3 separate regions of the Mus musculus genome follow, and all the other regions are linked to region 3. Evidence: chromatin contacts called from public promoter capture Hi-C data. All regions are on one chromosome and are shown on one strand. The core of a region is the stretch at or near the end of the contact, and the rest is flanking DNA. Distances in the headings are between cores, read along the strand shown. Region 1 overlaps Fbxo42 (F-box protein 42). Region 2 holds the start of Hspb7 (heat shock protein family, member 7 (cardiovascular)). Region 3 holds the start of Epha2 (Eph receptor A2).

Region 1 (5,018 bases), core at 1,497-3,996, 120 kb after region 3:
ATTGAAGGAAGAAGCAAGAAGCTATTGAGCCCCTAGGCATGCTGGTTGGTACAGGCTAAATCAGGATAGTAAAGACCCTGAAGAGAACCAAGGCCACAGAAGAGGCACAGTTAGCAGATGCCAGGCTCGTCGTAAGAGCATCCCCAAGGAACCAAGAAAGACCTAATCCTGTTCAGCTGAGAGGCAGAAAAGCTGAGCCCTGCCCTGTGGCTCATCCAGTTGCTGTCCCTAGGACAAGATGAACACAAGCCCTGCAGCCTCACATTACTATCTGGACTCCAGAAAGAGACTGAGCAAGCTTCCCTGTGTCTACATCATGCACACAGGCGGGGGTAGGGGAAGCGGGGAGTTCTCTCTCCTTTCTCACATAAATCCAATAGTTGTTATCACACGAAAGAATAAAGGATCCATTATCCTGAGATGCTTGTACTTGGCTGCAGTTTAGTCTTGTTCCACACTACGTTAAGGTCTCTTTGCAATTGTGATGCCTCAAGTTCAAAGAAAGGGAGATGCTCAAAGCCCGCATTTGCTGTCATGGTTAGTTACAGTGGTGGTGTGCACCGGCTCTGGGAGGTGCCCCGTTTCTCTCATTTGGCCAGCTGTCAGGCCTCTAAGCAAGCTTGCTACCCTGGCCATGTCAGAAACCAGCTGAATAAAGCCATGTGCTTCATTAGTGCCCCAGTAATCCCAGTGAAGGAGCAAATGACCACATGGCTGCCACTGCATTGACCACAAAAATGTGGCAATATGACACACTGGCTCTCACGATTGCCCAGTACCCACTCCAGTGACTTTAAGTGTTCTGGGTTGTTGTTTTTTTTGGGGGGGGATGGCAGTTGCTCATTTGTAGACAGAATCTATGTAGCCACAGTTGTCCTGGAACTCTGTACATAGACCAGGCTGGCCCACATCTCACAGACAGTTTCCTGCCTCTGCTTACTAAATGCTGAGATTAAAAGTGTGCACCACCATGCCCAGCCAGCCTTTAAATACTACCTTCTGAGGCTGGTGAAATGGATCAGCAATTAAGAGCACTGGCGGTTCATCCAGAGGTCACGAGTTCAATTCTCAGCAACCACACAGTGGCTTACAACCATCTATAAAGGGATCTGATGCCCTCTTCTGACATGCAGCAGAGCACTCTACATTAAAAAAAAGAATATTTAAAAGCACCGGGTGTTCTTCCAGAGGACTAGGGTTCAATTCCTAGCACCCACACGGAGGTTTATAACATCTGTAACTCCAGTTCCAAGAATCTGATAGCCTCTTCTGGCTTCCGAGGGCACTGAGTGCACATGATGCAAAGACATACATGCAGGGAAACACCATACATACACAATAAAAATTTAAAATCTTATAATAATAATTTTGAATCTATGCTAAATGAGTTACTTTGTCTTCACAACAAGAAAGTCTATTTTAGAGGGCTAGAAAGATGGCTCAGCGGTTAAGAGTACTAGCTACTCTTCCAAAGGTCCTGAGTTCAAATCCCAGCAACCACACGGTGGCTCACAACCACCCATAAGGAAATCTGATGCCCTCCTCTGGAGTGTCTGAAGATAGCTACAGTGTATTTACATATAATCAATCAATCCATCTTTTCTGAAGAAAGGAAGGAAGGAAGGAAGAAAGGAAGGAAGGAAGGAAGGAAGGAAGGAAGGAAGGAAGGAAGGAAGGAAGGAAGGAAGGAAGGAAGGAAGGAAGGAAGGAAGGCAGGCAGGCAGGCAGGCAGGCAGGCAGGCAGGCAGGCAGGCAGGCAGGCAGGCAGTCTATTTTAAAAATAGAGTCTAGCATGTTCTACAAAGCAAGTTCCAGCTCACAGCGTGAGCTCCTATCCCAAAATAAAATATAAATAAATAGAGTAAAAAGTAAGAGTCTACTAAAGTTCCATTGCTCACATTTGTTAAGAACTACAAATAACCAGCGGTTAAGTTAAAGGCTTGAGAGGGAAGAGGGTAACTCCCAGTGCAACACCTCCATTTCCATTAGGGACACTCAGCAGCTCCAGGTTATCTTGGTCTCACTGCACAGCTTGCCTTGAGCTTGTGGTGACCTCTTGAGCACTAGGAGGAGACGGGTATGGCTTACCCACCTGGCTTGTGGCAGACTCGGGATAGACAAGTAACTCCAGTGACAGAGCCACTGAGAGAACTACCTGACTGACAGTCCTCTAGAGCGTCTGAAGTGTAAACTGCTCTTCATTACAGTGGCACCTGGAAAAGTGAGTCCAGGCCAGCTCAGTGGGCAAAGGTGCTTGCTGTCAGGCCCGATGACCCAGGAACCACACGGCAGTATGTAAAATAAATGATGCTGCAAGTCCCTGATCTCCTTATAGGATTGTAAAGTCCAGCTTATGTCGCCTTCGTCTACACAGACTCTTCGTAGCAGCTTCCCTCATGTATCAAAAGAGCAGAGTGCCTTTATTTTTCAAAGAGATAGCAAACATTCTTCTCCTCTTTTTGGACTGAAAACCCAGCCAGTTGGGCCCCATGAGGTCCTTCACATGTATTTTAATCCTATACTAAAATAGTGCAGGCTGCACTTTCCTGCTTCTCTCTGAACAAACAAAGGTTTCTGAAGCAGGAAACAGGGCCGACAGTAAGGTACTGAAACACGAGTGACAGAGCTGAGTTTCAGTGACCGGTGAAGCTAGAGAGAAAAGAAAGCATCAATCTGGAACACAATGTTCAGAACTCAGATCTAACAGAGCGAGAGCACATCACACTACTGGACAGGAAGCACGCTTAGTCAATAAGCTCAAGGACAACAGTGCAAAGAATGAGTTCCAGGCCAGCCGAGGCTACATAGCAAGACTCTATCTCAAAATTCAGAAAGAAAATAGACATCCCAACAGTCTAGCAAGCACCCCAATCACTCTGCTTACTGCCTGCTTGGATGAGACTGTGTGGTGACAGCAGCGGGAACGCCCCACGAGATGAGGACAGTGAGCAGGTCTCAGTCCTTCCCAACCTTGCTGTTTTCTCAAGTTCTCCACCCAAGTAGGTTTTCCTTCCACAACATCCAGACCCCTGGAATGTCGCACAGTCAGAGCTCACAGCAGTGTGAGTACTGCACTAAGATTGTAGAACCTGTGTATCCCACCTGTTAAATTCCCAAACTTGTACACGAACAACTATAACAAAGACACTTATCTCAAGTCGCCAACACTATCCAGGCAAAGCCAACAGTTCTCCACAGACCACAATAGTTTTCTACTGAACTACAATCATCTTAGGTGCAAGATTTTCAGGAATCTGGATTTCTACAGTGTCTGAGCAGTCCCCAATGGTCCCTGGGTGAGCTGCACACTCTTTTAACGTTCAGACGTTCAGATGTTAAACTCCCTACTGTCACCAGGGAAAGGCCCTGAGGCGTTTATCCCATGCTGGAAGAAGCGATGCTGTCATGTGTCTCCCAGCTACAAGCTGGAACATATTTGATAAGGCCTGTAATTACATAACTCAAGACAGCCAAGGGTGGGAATCCAGCCTGGGCATGCAGGCTCCCGCAGGAGCCAGATCAGCAGTGTGTGGAACTACCTGACTGTATGAGAATCCTAAACACTTCAAGGCTTACAATGTTGGGAATTGGCTATAGTAATCTGACAAGAGTATCCGCCATTTACCAAGGCTGTCATGATTAGGCTTGCAGACATTCACCAAGTGAAACTTCACCTGCCTTTTCTGTCCCTGGCTTTTTTTTTTTTTAATTTTTTTATTAGGTATTTTCCTCATTTACATTTCCAATGCTATCCCAAAAGTCCCCCATACCCTCCCCCTCACTCCCCTACCCACCCACTCCCACTTTTTGGCCCTGGCATTCCCCTGTACTGGGAAGTTTGCAAGTCCAATGGGCCTCTCTTTCCAGTGATGGCCAACTAGGCCATCTTTTGATACATATGCAGCTAGAGTCAAGAGTGTCCCTGGCTTTTAACATAGGAAAGATCTTGTGCTTGACATATATTTATTATGCCTATGGCTTTTTAAGTTTTGTTTTGTTTTGTTTTTTCCAGGTGTGTGTGTGCATCATGGCACATATGTGGAAGTTGGATAATTTTCAGGAGTTGGTTCTCTCTGTTGTGTGGGTCCTAGTAATTGAACTTTGGCTTTTAGGCTTGTTGGTAGGTACCTTTCCCTGATAAACCATATTTGTTGCTGTTTAAGCCTACAAATCTTGACAATTATTAAAATCTGTTAATACTGATGGAGGAGATACTCAAATAGACTTGAAGGATTCACTAGTAGATCTGCTTTGGAGACATCAAGAAACAAACCAGAACTTAACTAAGGGCGCTGCCTCCCAAACACTCAAAGGATGTATGGTGTGCTGGCCAGGCCTGCCACAGGGTCACAGACCATGTACAGTCCTGGCACCCTCAGTTCTCTTCCTGAGAAAAGCATAATTCTGTCAGATGAATAACAACTATTTGAGAAAGAATAACACTGGTATACTAAAACAATTCTGCCAGTATCTTTGCTGAGTAGAAGTCCCATCTGCCTAAGTGGCTAGATTTGAACTTCTGACCCTGTCTAAATTGTTCAAAGTGTGAATGGGGCTAGGGGAAAGGGGCTGGGACCAGAAGGAGATGTAAGGATGATGTAAGGGGTATGTGAAATTCGTAAGCCTAAGTAAGATGCATGTAAGCTAGAAGATCTTCTATTTGAGGCTGGTTCCTCTTGGGGCATTAGCCACAGCCCAACATTCTTTAAAGAGCTTGTTCCTTTATTAATCTCCAAGTGTGTGGAGTGATTTCTCATTGGAAAGGCATAGTCACTCTAGAACTAGCCATGAACTACAACTAGGTGCTAAGTCCAAGGATATCTACTATGTGGGACCTGTCCTCAAGGGACAAGCACTGGAGGAGACATTATGATTTTTTCTCAACCATACTTCATAAACAATTTGCCACATACATCTTACAAATACAGAAACTGGGTAAGAAGCCCAAGGAACCTGATTCCCAGATGCAAAGATCTTTGCTGTTGGCTGACAAAGCTTCTTACCAGGGACTGTGAGGA
Region 2 (4,442 bases), core at 1,638-4,137, 120 kb before region 3:
AGGGAAGCTGGGTATAGGATGGGGCTGGGTGGGGCTCAATAAGGGTTGAGCTTCCACAGCAGTGACTGGAAGTCTGAGATTCTTGAGCCATAGTGGGGAGATGACACAGCTGTGCCCTCTGGCTCCCCAGGCACCCTGAGTGTCCACATCAGGGCCCCTGCCCTCCCCCACGAGCAGCCCAGCACATAGTGTTCAGTGGAGCTGGCTGGCTGAGTCACTCTTGGGATGTGGGGCTGGCACGTGCGGCCAGTGGCGCAGTCCTCGAACCCCTGGCAGGGTTTCCCAGTGTCCAGCCTGAGTTAGGAGAGCTAGCCAGGCTTGGGGGTGGCAGGAAGGTGTTGATAAATATCCTCTAAGAATATTTAAGAATATCCTTAAGCACAGGCTTAAGAGCTGGGATAGCTGCTGGCCGTGCTCCTCTGATGATCTAGGTACCCTGAGACTCCGGGTAAGGTACATGAGGTGGAGGGTGGTTGTGACTCAGCTTCAGGGCTTTCTGCTCAGCCTCAGTCCCAGTATGGAGGTGCCACGACAGGACCCAGACTTTTGGCTCTGGGATGAAGGCGAGGTAGAGATGTGGTAGGAATGGACCGTGTTGCCCAGGTTGGGTGTGTCATTGCCACCTCCTCTACCCTGTGCCAGGGAGCTGTCCCTCCTGCACCGTGGTCACTTTCCACCATGGTGACTGTCCTCATCTCCTCACCCCCCTTACATCTCCATCACTCAGGTTCCTCTCTGACCTCATCCCAGGATCCCTTGCCCATCCCTAGAGGGTCCTCAGGTGCCATGGCATGGTCCCCAAAGACAGGTTCTGTGACCCTTAGGTTGGAGAGGGACTGTAAAGGTCCCTGGCCCGTGAGCCCACTGGGAAAGGGCTGTAGTTTACCCTGGGTACAGACAGGGAAGGAACATAAATCAGGGTACGAAGCCTACAAAGATAGGGGGAAAGTAGGGCCCAGAGACCAGGCTAGACCAGGCAGAGTGCAGGAGCAAAGGTGGGGACCCTGGGGCGGGCCAGGGGCCAGACTCACCTTCTCAGCCCGCACCTCGATGTGGTTGTTGAAGGTGGTGACAATGATGTCTTCAGGGGAGAAGTCTCTCATGTCCACTGTAAACTCGTAGGCATCCCCGAGGGTCTTGATGTTTCCTTGGCCCCCGGGACGGGCTGTGGGCAAGGCTGCTATATAAGCTGGGCACCAGGCAAGCCGGAGCCTCAGACCCTCAGGGTCTCTGCTCTTCTCTTGGGGAAATGAGTGACTCTCCCAGACAACAGCCCCTCGCCTCACTTTTGCAGCCTACCTTGTCCCCGAGGGATGGAGTGAGGTGAGCCTCACGCACCTCAATCTGTGTCTACGCAGACAAGTTCCCCCTTTAGCAATTTGACCTGGAAGCTCTGAAGGGCCAGCCGCCCCTCAGTCCCAGCGCCAGCCCTCCAGGGCTCCCGCTATGACACTGGCCATATGAGACTATTTGATTCACATCTCACCCCTAGGGTCCCAGGTAGCCCACCTATATCGTAGCCACATCTGTCTTGGTGGCCAGGTCTACCTTGACAGCCACATATGGCTGTGACCCATGCGGCACCTATGTCTGGCAGGTGGGTGGCCACAGCATGCTCGGCGATGGCCTGGAGCAGATGTCCCCCACCTGTGGCCCTCCCCTCCCCTCAGAGCCCCAGCACTTGCCTGGGAAGGCCAGGGGCTCCGAGTGGGGCAGCATAAAACTGCCAAAGTCGTCTGAAAACATGCTCAAAGCCTTCTCCATGGGTGGGTCCTGGGCTGGAAGGGCACGGGAGGCCGAAGAAGAAGAGGAGGAGGAGGAGGAGGAAGAGGAACGGAAGCTTCTCTCCGCTCTGAAGGCGGAGGAGGTCCGATGGCTCATCCACAGGCAGCGGGGGTCCCTGTCCAGACGGGCAGGGGCTGGGCTGGAGAAACGAGTGGGTCCAGGCCTCCACGGAAGCGTGCCGGGGCCCCTGACTGCCAGCGCTTTATAAGGCCCAACTGTCCCTGGGCTCGAGGCCAGCCCCTTGTCTGCTGGCTAAATTTAGGCCTCTTCATTGCCCAGAGGGGCCTGGAAATCTTCTTGGGAGAAACGGCTCTGCTGACAGCCCGACACAGGAGGGCAGGGTTGCAAGGCTGAGCTCACCACCTGGCACTGTTAGTCCAGAGCTCCAGCCCCAAGGACCTCTGTACCTGCCAGGGCAGGGGGTGGGTCCTGCCCTGTGCCTGTCCCCAGGACTTCGTGGTTTGTTGGTCCCCTCGATAGCCTGGGACCCTCCTCTCCTCTTGTACTGTGCCCCCCAGGGCCTGTGCCTCCCTTATTAGACTCCTGAGGAGAGAGTATATACATGCAGGTACCCCGAGGGATTCCGAGGCGCTCCAGGTCCAGCTATCTCTTAGGGAAGGCTGAGAAAGCCCAGGGAGGGGAGATAGAACGTGTGGGTGACCCCTGTCATCTGCCACAGGGACTGGTGATTCTTCACCTTATCCCCACTCCCAGGACCATAAGAGGCAGAGGAAAAGAGAGCTGGCGGCTGGAGTTGAGGCTGTGGGGGTGGGGTTGGGCCCAGCTTCAGGGAAAGAGCAGATAACACGAAAGGTCTAAGGGGCAAAGTTGCTGGGAACAGTCTGCTCGCTCTACCTCAGGCTCAGAGTTGGTGTCTGCCCAAGCGTCCTAGTCACATGATTTCACATCCAGGTAAGGTCGACCGCTGACAGGTGCCTTAGCTCCGGCTTCCACGATGTCTCTGGCCACTGCTGTCTCTTCCCAGCAGAGCCCTCTTTGATCTTAACACAACTCAAAAAGAGGAGCTTTGAGGCCAGTTTCCAGACCAGGAAATACAGCCTCCTAGGAGGGGTGGGCTGAACCTAAGTACGTTGGAATGGCTGGGATTCCATCCAGATGTGCTAGACCCCTGTGTCCGAGAATCTCCTCTTTTTCCGTTGACTTTTGAGTAGAATCCCGGATTCTGATGCTGGGCAGGAGGCAGAAGCCTAGGGAAGCGCTCAGCCCATGCCTTAATTTTGGAGTACACTTCTCCAGATCTTCACCTCCCCATATAACCACCTCCTCTCGCTCTCCCATGGAAGCCTCTGCTTTCTCCAGCCCACACAGGGCTCCTTCTGTTCAGAGTCCCCCAACACCTGGCAGAGTGACAGTTTTTGTGAGTTCTGAGACCTCTCTGTGGTTTCCCCTAGTCCCTAATCCTGAGGAGGTTCACCTGTCTTTCCCCATCAACCTGCGAGTTCCTGAAGGTGTGGGGACCGCCCTTCTTGTCTTTGGCTCCAGCTGCATCCCCAGTGATTTGTGAAGTGAGAACAGGACTGGACACAGCTGGGGGCCAGAATAATGGCTGGAGATAGAGGGCTCTGTCAACCCCCAGATTCCTACTGCAACTTTAGTTTGTGTTGCCAGTCCCAGCTGAAGTGTGTCTGGCAAGGCTTCAGAGGCTCACCGGTACTGAGGTGAGACAGACAGAGGTGGGGGGCCCCCTGGAGAAGCCCGCCAGGGACACAAGAGCCACCAGCTAAAAGCAGACACGCTGTCACTGTCACGGTGCTGAGGGCCTGAGTCACTGCCGCTGGGTGTCAGCTCGCTTTACTCCCCCACGCCCGCCCACCATCCCCCCTCCTTTCCCCACACTCCTGAGCAGTCATCCACATAAATATTGAGTGCTGGCTTCAGTGGCCAGGCAGGACCTCGAAAGGTCACCAAGGTCATTCTCCTGACACCAGACATGCTTCTCTGCCAGATCCCAGAGACGAGAGGAGTTTCAGAGCCGATCTGGTCCATAGTTGGGTGTGGTGGGACATGCCTGTTGCCCCTGGAGGATCGGGAGTTCAAGGTCAGCCTCGGCTTCATAGGAAGCTGGAGGTCATTATTCCTGAAACCCTGTTTGAAAAACACCCAAAACAATAGCCTCTCCAAAGTCCAAGGAGCACCACAGAGAGGGGATGGGAGGATGGAGGGAGGTGTGTGGTGGGGTGCTGTCACCTGCGGATGACATGACCTTGCAAGCATGACTACACAGAAGCCGTGGCTGTCTGCATGGGGCCTGGGGAAAAGAGGAACCTTTGCATAAAAGCGGGGGTGTTAGCAGGAAGGAGCATAGGGGCGGGGCGACAGAGAATCTGGGAGTGCGGTGAAGGCGATCTCAGTGGATCGTACACAAGTATGAGACTGTCAAAAACAAGAACCTCGAGCGGGGCGTGGTGGCGCACGCCTTTAATCCCAGCACTCGGGAGGCAGAGGCAGGCGTATTTCTGAGTTCGAGGCCAGCCTGGTCTACAAGAGTGAGTTCCAGGAGAGCCAGAGCTATACAGAGAAACCCTGTCTCGAAAAACCAAAAACCAAAAACAAAAAACCAAGAACCTCAGGGGCTGAGAGGTAGCTCAGTAGGTAAGAGCACTGGCTGCTCTTCCAGAGGACCAGGGTGTGATTCC
Region 3 (4,965 bases), core at 11-2,510:
CTAGCTGGAGTCGGCAGAAGACTTGCTATGCCCAAAAGCAGAGAAAAGTTTTTGCTGTGGGAAACGGAAGCCAGCTAGCTCCGGCTGGGTAGACAGGAAGATCCTCGGCCAAGGGCAGGGCAGGAATTCCCACCCTCTCGGAGACCCTAGCTGAGGGACAACGCCCCCAAGCACACCCCCGGCTGCGGCCTTGAGCAAAGGCAACCTGTGCGGGCCCCCTCACCTTGCGTGGCTCCAAGACGCTGGGGCGGGGGCAGGTGATTCACTCCCCCACCTCCAGGTGCCTGGGCTCCCCGTGGCCCCGAGATGACGGCTCCACACCGCGGGAAGCCGCAACCCCACCTGCCGCATTTCCTCCTTCTGAGTCACCCCTTGCTCAGAACACTTGACTTTGGGACTTCCTGTACTCGCTCCCAGCCCTTAACCTGTCTCCCGAACCTGGGAGGGCAGCTTGGGAAGGAGGGAAGGTGTGAGTGGCCGGGGCTGACCCCAGGCGCTCCCAATGCTGGCCCAAAGGACCCCAGTGAAAAATCGGATGGGGCGTAGAGAGACTCTTTTGCTTGGTGCAGGGCACCGAGAGGACCCCTCCCCAAAAAGCAGGGCCTGCATCCAAATGCCTTCCGCGAGAAATCGGGGCAGATGATGAGTTAAGTGAACTCGGGTTACTAAGAGGCTGATCGCCGGGAAAACCCTACTGAGCGTCCTTTCCTCTGAGGGACCGAGAGCGCCCTGCGGGGGTCCCGCTCCAGAAGCCGCCACAGGGCTGAAACCGCGTGGCGGGCGCCGCGTCCCCCTTCCCGCGGCCTCCGAGCCCTGCGCGCCCCAGCCGAGATCCCTTAGTTCCAGAGAACCTAGGATCTCAGGGTATGGATCCCCAAGATCGTTCCGGACCGCAGCCCGCGCGCTCTGCCTAACCTTGCGCACTGAGACCCAGCAGCCATAAGTCAGTTTCCAAAGGTGCGTCCCAGAGAGGAGGCTGGGGCGCCCGGGGTCCCATGTCCCGGAGTCCCTGCTAGGCTGCGGCCACCGACCGCGTAGACACTCACCTTCCTTTCCCTGTGCCGCCGCGGCCGCCAGCGCGCAACCCCACAGCAGCGCCAGGCAGAAACCGACTGCCCGGAGCTCCATGCCGCACCCCTCGCTCCCCGCGATCCCTGCTGTCCGCACGCCGGTCTCGGTGCCCCAATCCTGCCCGCCCGCCGACAGAGACAACTTCTACCCTCCTGCTCCAAGTCCTTAATGGAAGTTGGGTGAGAACCCGCTCCTGTTCATTCATGCCCTGCGCTGACGTCACCGAAACCACGCCCTCAGGAATGTCTTTAAAGGGGCCGGACTGACACCCTGACTAGAGGGCGGGGAAGCCAGAGGGAAGTTGGGGTTGGGGGGGAGGTCAGGAATTTGGGGAGGATTGAGGGGGCCAGTGCGTGGGCCTTCGTGTGCAAACCTTGAGGAGATTTCTCATTTCAAAGCGCCACCAGGGTTAGTGTCCAAATATGTGGAATGAATTTGTGCCTACTCTCCCCTTTTGCCCTTGGGCTTCAAGATGTGAATTGTAAATCTGAGAAGTAGAAGCTTCCGTAGCAAAGGGCCTCAAAAAACCAAAAAATAGAAAAAGAAAAAGAACAAGAACAAGAACTCCTGATAACACACACACACACACACACACACACACACAAACACACATACACACTTGCTCCTGAGTCCCCCAGAAGATATGCCACACCCAGGAAGGTCCTCTAAGCTGTGTACCAAGAGTAGTGCCTCTGGGAACATGTCAGACATGCAGGTGTCTTCACTTTAGAGTGGAGGGCTTAAGATAAGGTTCCAAGGTACCCTAGGATACCCAAAGGCTGCACAACTCAACAGTCACAGACAAGTCACAGGACTTGAAGCTGGGCCCTGACCTGCTTTAACCACTTCCATTTGGGGACCCAGCACACACCCTCATGGGTAACTCTTGACCTCTGCCTCTGAACTCCAACAGAACACCCTTGTCCCCTGATCCCTGGGTGACAGAATGAGATTACGTTTTGATACCTTGGGGATGTCTGCCTCCTACCCACCCTTCCTCTGCCAAGGTTCCTCAAATCTGAGTTCATCTCTTCTCTTGGCGTCTAGAGTCAGTGAAACAAACGGATGTGAAGTGAACCAGGCAGCCAGTCCAGTCACCCACAACTGCCTGTTGCTCTGTTACCATTTGGCCAGTGGAAAGGGAACAGCTGTAGCAGGCTTGGTTCTCCGTGGACCTTTCTGCCCACCTCCTAGTCCCTGGCCTTCCTCTCTGTGACTCCCCAGTCCCTGGTCATCCTGGCCCATATTATACAACTCTGGTACCAGGTGCTCCTCCTGGGGTCCTACCCACCAGCTTGGCCTTGGCGCCTGTTTCTGAGAAACGGGTTCAGACATTTCCCCTGGAGGGGGAGAGAAAGGGTTAATTATAGGTGTTGGGGTTAATTAAAGCCTTTGATCAGGGATGGATGATGGGAGAGAAGGCTATGTCTTCTGAGAAGGAGAGTGGCTGGACATGTATGTGTGAGCATGTTTGGATGAAGTACCGGAGCATCTGAGCTGGGTCATAAGGGTTAGTGTATGGGAATCCGTGAGCGACTTGTGTGTTATATCGAGCGTGGACGTGTTGATGTGTATGCAAGTGTGTGCTCCAGTGTGAGAGGACCTGTGTGTACCTGAGTGTGCCACAGGCCTCTCAGCAGCGGGGAGCACAGAGGAGGGGGCAGCAGTCAAAGTCTGGACAAATCAGTCTGCTCCTCTGAGCCTCCCCGTGCTCCCTGGGGACACTAGGGACCTACTTGGAAAAAGCCCGCTGTGAAGATCAAATAAGGTCGCGCATGGAAACCGCACAGACTGGGACTCAGACCCTCGAGTCAAATCTCAGCTGTTATTACGGTTACATGCGGTTCAACAAGAGGAAATCACATCTGGGGAGGCAGGGACTGTGGTGTGCCAAGCAAGGTCCTGCGGACAGGCACGTGCACGTGTATCGAGATGAGTGGAACATGTGTGCAGTGTACACATGGTATGGGTAAGTGTTCTGTTGGATACGCTAGGCTGGGGACCTTGTGGTTTGTGTTGATTTCCTGTCAGTTCCTTTTGTTTTGTTTTGACTTTTTTTTCTTGGTATGTGTGTGTTTGTTGGGTGCCTATGAGGCCAGAAGACTGCATGGGATCCCCTGGAGTTGGAGTTACAGGCAGACAGTGATGAGCCACCGATGTATGTACTTGAAACTGAATTCAAGTTCACCAAAGAACAGGAAACACTCTCAGCTACTGAGCCCTCTCCCCAGCCCCTGGATCTGACTGTTGACAAGGTCTCTAGCCAACCGACTGACTGACCGACAGAGGCAAGGCTAGCCTTGAATTCCTGATCCTCCCCCAACCCCGCCTCCCTTGGTACGAGGCTTACAGGTGTGCACCACCATATCCAGCTCCGTCCATTGTCTGTAACACCTTATATACGTCTGACGTGATATTTACAGGTTCTGTATTTTGGGTATTTGAATACTAGAAAACATATTGTGGGCCAGGGCATCATGGTGCAGAACTTTGATCCCAGCACTGCAGAGGCAGAAGCAGACAGAGTGATGGGAGGTTAAGGCCAGCCTGGTCTATAGAGAGAGGGATGGCCAGGGCTAAATCATGAGACCCTGTGAGAGAGAGAGAGAGAGAGAGAGAGAGAGAGAGAGAGAGAGAGAGAGGAAGGAAGGAAGAAAGAAAGTAAGTAAGTAAGAAAGAAAGGAAGGAGAGGTTTGTAGAAGACAGACAGTACCCATCCAGCATCCAGATATTCATCAGAAAACTTTTTAAAAAGATGTATTTATTTTTATTTATATGAGTACACTATAGCTGTCTTCAGACACACACCAGAAAAGTACATTGGATCCCATTCATTACAGATGGCTGTGAGCTACCATGTGGCTGCTGGGATTTGAACTCAGGACCTCTGGAAGAGCAGTCAGTGCTCTTAACCACTGAGCCATCTCTCCAGCCTCCATCAGGAAACTTCTGTTGAATGAATGAAGGGTTAGTGATTGGGGTGTTGGCCAGGTCTCCCAATACTAGTTTCTGTGTACCGCTGGAGGTTTCTCTTTGTGTCATGTATGGACTTTATGCATAGCCCAAAGACTCCACCCTCCCTAGATGCCAGGATGCTGTCAGGCCTCCATGTTAGGGCCATATGCTGAGATGTGTGCTGGGGTCTGGGCCGAGCACAGGCTGTGTTGTAGCCTGCCCGTCTACAGCAGGCACCATGGCCAGAGGCTGGGCTGAGGAAGAGGTTTATGCAGTGGCAGGAGGCGGTCTCTTTAGTCACCCACTCACTCGCTGGCACACCCTTCCCCTCTCCTAACTGGCTCTGGGTGACTGATGCTAAGGGGGAAAGGTCCCTAGTGAGTCTCATAAATTGGCCCTGGAATGTGGTATTTATTGCAGCGTAATCGGTTGTAATGCAGATGGAATTACCCAGTAAAGGCCCCAAGGAGCCCTGGGGGCCTAAGTTGCTACTACAGCGGGCCAGCCTTCCAGGATGGGCAGGTGGAACCAGAGAGAGAGAGCCTGCCAGCTCACCTGCTGGCTCAGGTGCCCACCTTGGCTAGGCTCTGCTTCAGGCTGGGCACAGGCGGACCACCCACAAGAATGTTGACGCCTCCGTTTCTCTACCCAGCTTTGATCTGCATCTGCCTTTGGTCAAGAGCCAGATGCAATCAAATAGGATGACGATTGGAGCTATCTGGGACCGAAGGGCTTACTACTACGGGCCAGGCTCAGTACTAAGATTTTGTCGTGCTGACGTCCACCTTATGAGTGCATGTGGAAGAAGTGAGCTCGGGGAGGTGGAAGACTGGATCTCAGCCAGCTCGGACCCAGCAGATACCCTTCTCCTGCCTCTGAATCCCACAGCCCCTCCACCTGGAATGACGGATCTGCTCTCTGCAACCAGAACTTCCAGGT

What was found. Promoter capture Hi-C pulls out the DNA fragments that hold promoters and counts their contacts. Capture Hi-C pulls out chosen DNA fragments and counts their contacts.
Region 1: a promoter capture Hi-C map of liver shows a contact between it and region 3. The contact joins the enhancer-like site here to the promoter of Epha2 in region 3. A contact is called at or near these places in 2 of 39 promoter capture datasets (embryonic stem cells and liver), 2 of 484 Hi-C or Micro-C datasets (embryonic stem cells and epiblasts), 5 of 115 datasets of contacts at active chromatin or transcription factors (CD8 T cells and embryonic stem cells) and 3 of 9 other capture datasets (adipose tissue, liver and pancreatic islet).
Region 2: a promoter capture Hi-C map of adipose tissue shows a contact between it and region 3. The contact joins the promoter of Hspb7 here to the promoter of Epha2 in region 3. A contact is called at or near these places in 11 of 39 promoter capture datasets (the 3T3-L1 cell line, 3T3-L1-derived adipocytes, cranial neural crest and 7 more), 1 of 15 datasets of contacts at CTCF or cohesin (CD8 T cells), 4 of 115 datasets of contacts at active chromatin or transcription factors (embryonic stem cells, memory CD8 T cells and pancreatic cancer cells) and 2 of 9 other capture datasets (adipose tissue and liver).

Annotation. Positions count from the first base shown.
Region 1 is chr4:141,174,364-141,179,381 of GRCm38.p6, reverse strand. The region is part of intron 3 of Fbxo42 (F-box protein 42); the gene reads right to left. Among named protein-coding and RNA genes, the nearest start is that of Fbxo42, 29 kb to the right of the region's middle. Within about 2 kb of position 2,746, at least 14 of the 459 cell types and tissues checked have an H3K27ac peak or open chromatin away from gene starts, as enhancers often do. A contact at or near this core is called in liver and pancreatic islet, where this site is marked.
Region 2 is chr4:141,419,224-141,423,665 of GRCm38.p6, reverse strand. It overlaps Hspb7 (heat shock protein family, member 7 (cardiovascular)), which reads right to left and starts at 2,887. Exons shown (of 3, transcript NM_013868.4): 1 at 1,686-2,887; 2 at 1,032-1,165. The coding sequence starts at 1,881.
Region 3 is chr4:141,297,516-141,302,480 of GRCm38.p6, reverse strand. Epha2 (Eph receptor A2) reads right to left here and starts at 1,260. Exons shown (of 17, transcript NM_010139.3): 1 at 1,047-1,260. The coding sequence starts at 1,128.